Linked DNA regions of Manis pentadactyla: region 2 is linked to region 1. The links are chromatin contacts, called in public Hi-C maps. All regions are on one chromosome and are shown on one strand. Each heading gives the region's core, a stretch centred on a gene start, on an enhancer-like site or on the middle of the called end of the contact. The rest is flanking DNA. Distances are from core to core; before and after follow the strand shown.

The links. Hi-C and Micro-C count contacts between places; a contact is called where the count stands out from the background.
Region 2: a contact with region 1 is called in a Hi-C map of skin fibroblasts, with 2.4 times the contacts expected there. The contact joins the promoter of GLG1 here to the promoter of PDPR in region 1. A contact is called at or near these places in 2 of 3 Hi-C or Micro-C datasets (fibroblasts and skin fibroblasts).

Annotation. Positions count from the first base shown.
Region 1 is chr15:60,826,771-60,829,470 of mManPen7.hap1, forward strand. PDPR (pyruvate dehydrogenase phosphatase regulatory subunit) reads right to left here and starts at 1,285. Exons shown (of 17, transcript XM_057492778.1): 1 at 1,119-1,285. The region is part of intron 4 of LOC118932959 (pyruvate dehydrogenase phosphatase regulatory subunit, mitochondrial-like); the gene reads left to right.
Region 2 is chr15:61,023,201-61,025,900 of mManPen7.hap1, forward strand. GLG1 (golgi glycoprotein 1) reads right to left here and starts at 1,323. Exons shown (of 27, transcript XM_057492773.1): 1 at 888-1,323. The coding sequence starts at 1,301.

The sequences.
Region 1 (2,700 bases), core at 35-2,534:
GACCAGAGTCTATTCAAGTAGGTCTGGCAGCAAAACTGAAGCAAAGGCTTGACAGCAAAGGAGGTAAAGCTGGTAGAGAAGGTGAAGGTGTCCAAGTCATAAAATAAAACACATAACCTGGTTTAAAGTAAATTATATATATTTTAAATAAAGTGAATGTAAAACATTCTGCCAAAAAGAATAATTTCTGCTAAACAACTTCAGTACTGGGCTGGTTATGCGCAGAAATGCTTACAGCACTAGAGCAAGAGGCCAGCTCCATCTCCCCCTGAGTCGTTACTCTACATGGTCACAGGGCTGTGTACAAACGGGCTGCTGGATGGAGGAACAACACTGATCACATCGGCCTCAGCATGAGAGCCACCTGGGATAAAAAAACAAAGACACATTCCCAGGCTCCATGTTTGGAGATTCTGATCCTGCTGGTCCAGGGTGCTCTTATTTTTCCAACAAGTGCTACCAGGTGACCCGGAAAGTTTAAGAAAATAACACAAACCCCAGCACTGGAAAAGTGTGCCCTGCGGCCCGGCTGCCGCGCTCCCCTCGCAACTCCGTGCCTCATGCTGACGTGCATGATTACAAAGGTCTTAAAGATTCCTAAATCAAAACCGAGTGTCACTCACATCAGTCCCCAATGGCCAAACGTTAAGACAGCTCACGGGCATGACTTCACGGCAGTCTTACTAGTTAGTAAAGCACACGCGCACCGCACGGTGCAAGGCGGGAAAACAATTCCACCCGCAGAGAGGGCAGGGTGCGCAAGCCCGAGGAGGGAGCCAGAGGCGAGGACACCCGGCCAGTCCGGGATTCCGAGCTGAGCACCGGACACGCCGGGAAGAGACGGTGCGCGGGCACGGGGACAGCCGGGAGTGGGACCCCGAGGCCCCTACCGCCCCGGCCGGACGGAACGCAGCCGCAGAGAGGCCGAAGGCAGTGAGGCGCACCCTCTTGCCGCCTGGGCCGGCGGGGCCTCTCCCGAGAGGACCTGGCTGAAGCGACAGGGGACGAGGGACGACCGGGACCACTCCTGAGGGAGACCACAGCGGACAGGGGCCTCGCTGGGAGAGTCCGGGGCCGCGCTGACGGTGAGGCCAAAACGGCCCCGCGGTGTCCCTTACCTCACGGGCCCCAACGGGCTCCGCGCTCAGCAACAGCCCGGCGACAGCGGCCCAGCAGCCACAACACTCGCCGGTCCCCGGAAGGCGGGGACAGGACATGGGCCGGGGACGGAACGGAGGGAGGAAGAAGTTCCGGGGAAGGTGGAGACCGCGACCTTCCGCGCTTTACGGCCGCCCCACCCGCCAACCCCAAAACAGAGGTACGCCGGCGCGTGACCTCAGGCGCGCACGCGCACCGTGACGTCCCCGCCCCCGACACGTGGGGCTTGTTTGGGTCTTGCGAAGCCACGCCCCCCAGGGCCACAGGCCGGGAGTAAAGTGGCTGCTAGCTGGGAGCATTGTTAATCGGGCTGCCCGATAACTCGGGCCTCGAGCCCCGTAGATTTCTGCAAGTGCAGCCGAACGTCCGCGACGGGCGGCAGGCCCCGCTGCAGTCGGGCAGCCGGGGGTTCCCTGCACCCGCGAGGCGCGTTCCCAGTTCGTCCCGGAGTGGGTTCGCCGCTCAAAGCCTCTAGTCGACGATGGGAAAAGATCCGACTGAGTGTCGCTTGGTTTCTTCGAAGTCGTTCTGAAATTCGGTCGGCTAGGGCCTGGCCGGACCTCGGAGGCAGGATTAGAGGACCAGAGTTCCTGGCCACATCTTCGTCTGCACCTTCCTAGCTACCTGGGTCAGAGGAAATGGAATTACTCATTCCATCATCTTGAGAAACCCCTCCGCCCACCTCTCCTTTGCTATCACATCGCCCTGTTTTCTTTCCTCTGTAGGACTCATCACCAGCTAAATAAAGTACGTGTGTGTTGAAAGTGTGTTGACTAGTTGCAAGCCCTGTCCTCTCTCCACTGAACATAAATCTTAGGCTCGGCTATATTCTCAGCACTCAGAACAGTGTTGGGGACATCGACCAATAAATATTTCTTTGAATGAATGGTGTACTAATGGTACAGGTGCCACGGCACGTTGGGCCACTCTCCAGTTCCATCCTTTGGATTCAGGCCTCTCACCACAAGCCGCCAATGTCGCTTTATTGATGGCCTCTGGTGGCCAGGCACAGGGCTGGCTAATAGGACTCAACAGTGCAGGTGAAAGGATGGGCTTCTGCCGTTGGGGAGTGGCAATCAAGCCCCAGGGACTCCTGTGTCACCATGACAGCCAACAACCTGAGGTCTGGTCGCCTGAAAACAGAAACTCTGCCTCTTGTTGCTCCAGTACATGAGAGCTCAAGGCATCCTGGGCTTCTGTGCTAAATAAGTACTGGATCAGTGCTGGTAAGTACTTCTACTTTATTATTTTAGCTAAGGGCTTAAAGCTTGGGGTTACTGCCCTGCCCAACAGAGATTATGGAACAGACTAATAGATTAGAGGTATATTCTTGGGGAAGACTTTGTTGGTTCCCAGATGTGGCAATCTGGGGAGAAAACCTTCCCAAGTTTTCTAGGTGAGCGAATATTCTGGCTCATGCTATTACCAGGCCGATGACCTTGGAAGAAACCCAGCTGTGGTAGGAAATGGTGGGTGAAATGAAGTGCTACTGAATACTTTAATGACATTCTATTTACATGCAGTAAGTAGTGAGCAACCTGC
Region 2 (2,700 bases), core at 73-2,572, 200 kb after region 1:
ACAAAACTATCAGACAACAGCTTCATTCTGTCAACCTTTGGGCCTAATTCTATGTACCTAAACCTTTTAATTAAAAAAAAAGTATCCCTACCAGATTTGCTGGCAAACTAACAACTGCCAAATATGCATTTATGTCTGCAGCATTAAATCTAGAGAAGAAATTCTGTCACTTAACCGAATCACATCAAATCTAGATTTCATTAAAAGGTACTGTTAAAATCATATACAGATGTCAGAAACCCAATCCACAAATACTGATTATGTATTACAGCTTCAAATGCCGGACCAACTTTTCAAGCCTTAGGGCTCTAAATCACTTGCAGTAATAGCTTAAACTTGTCATTCACTACAAATTGACCAAAAGAAGTGACGGGAAAATATATACATATATATTAGCGTCAGCACCCTGTAGGTAATAAAAATTTGAGAATTACAAAAGAACGGGGTAAAGAGAATAAATTCAGCTGTGGACTACAACACGCATCATATAGAACCCGAGTTACCTACACAAACATTATCTACTGCCAATAAACAGCAGGTCATTTTTATCGGCTTAAGGACGCCAACCATTTTTCAGACTTAACAGGGTTGCTACAAGTTGTCCAAGTGGAAACGGATGGCAAAATACTAAGCAGGTCTTCGGCGAGGAGTCACTGTGCTTAGAGCAGCACACAAAAGCCCAGGGCAAACACCAACACGCTCAGGGCCTCCAGACCCCGGCGCCGGGGAGGGAAGGAGGGAGGGGGTGGGGTGGTGTCCTCCCCACGGAATGAGCCGGGAGCTGGGGAGCGAGCGCGGCAGCCGACCCGCATCCGAGGCTTCGAGGCCGGCGACACCCGCGGGCCCGCACCAGGCCTGGCCCTCCCGGCTCCGTCCCGCCTCCTCACCTCCCTCACGTCCTGCAGGCACTCGAGCACCGCCAGGTTGTTGCTCCAGGTATGCTTCGGACACACACGGGTCACGTCCTCCCTGCAGAACTCCTCCTCCGCCAGCTTCCAGCCCCCGCTGGCGCCGCCGGGGCCCGCTCCTCCGCGCCGGGCCGGAGGCCCACCCGCCGGGAAAGGCGGCTGCGGCGGCTGAGGCGGCTGCTGAGGGGGCTGCTGCTGGTGCTGAGATGACTGAGGCAGCTGGAGCAGCTGCTGACCCGCCGGCCCGCCGCCTCCAAAGCCGGCCCCCTGGCCCTGGCCCTGGCCGTGGCCGCCCTGGTTCAGGAGTTTCTGGGCCCCGGCCGCCGCGAGCAGCAGCAGCTGCAGCGCCGCCGCCAAGCGGAACATCCTCCGTACACGTCCACACGCCGCCATCTTGGGTTCGCGGCGAGCTCGACGCACCAGCCGGCGCCGCGTACTTAAATAAGGGGGCGTGTCCGTGGGCGGGGCCACCCGCGGCCCTGCCCGGCCGGCGCCGACCGGCGAGCTGAGCCCGGAGGTGGCCCCGTTGGAAGGGCCCACGCTCTGGACCTTAGCCGGCTGGAAAGCGGCGCTTTGTCGCGCGAGTCGCTGGTGCTTCGTAAAAAGCCTTGGTAGGGCGGCTTTGCCCGATTATCGTCACAGAAAAATAAGAAGTAATTAGGTTGCCACAACCAACATGGCCGATATTGTGAGTCGCTCGTTCAGTGACTTCAAAAACAAAAAACTTTATGTGTGTAGAGGTGAACTTTACACGATCGGGTGTGTTCCGGAATCGAAAGAACCTCTTCTCGCACCTCTTCCTGCACTCGTCCACCTGCCTCAGTAGTCTTTCTTACCCAAAAAGAAGGCAGCATTAAATAAGGGTACTCTGTCTGTGTCTCTGTCCCCCTGCTCTCCCTGCTCTCTCTCCCTCTCTCTCTCTCTGCTCTCTGCTCTCTCTGTCCCGCTGCTCTCTCTGCTGCTCCCCCCACCGCCTCTCTCCCCACCCCACCCCTTCTGGGCAGCCACTCTCTCCTTCAGATAACAAAGTCTCTTGCGTGGGCCATGTCTCCGGAGTAGTTCTGGGTAAGGAGGGTCGCAGCGTGGTGCCTTTTATTGTGGCGGATCCGCTCGGCCTGTTGCCTTGGGGGAGGGTCGGGATGTTTAGAGATAAAGTGGGATAAACCCAGCAAGCCCCAGGCATAATTCTCACCGGCTTATGTGCTTGGGTCCATGGGGCAAATGGAGGATAAATTACTATATTCTTACAGCCTCAACACAGATTGAGTCTGCTTCAGTAACTATTCTGGCTGACTTGCAATGTAGCATCTTCAGCAGCACTTTAGGAAGAGATTGGTTGTTTCACTTTCACATCAGTGTCCCCTCCTTTTCCTTAGGAGAGATGATCTCTTATCAAAATGACTTCACATCCATTGTGTCATTTGAGCCAAGAGTCAGGCCTCAGTTGGGTTCTGATTTAACTGAGGAATGGTACAGAGATGGTAACAGTTATGCACAGCAGGATTAAATGACTTGCCCAGGATGAACTGTGCCAAACTGGGACCAGAATTCCTGGGGCTTCCAGTGCCCTGGTGCACTCTTATCCCAAAAATCTGTACAGATTTCTGTGCATGTTGGGACATGAGGGCAGCTTGGGGCATGGATCCCAGTTGTTAATGCATGTTCAAAAATGCAGCTTCTGCTGTCCTGACCCACAGCTGGGCAGTGAGGACCAGATCAGATATAACTAGAACCTGAGAAGTCAAGTGGGATTCAAGGGCCCCACAATGAACCCCTAAGACTGAGAATATTC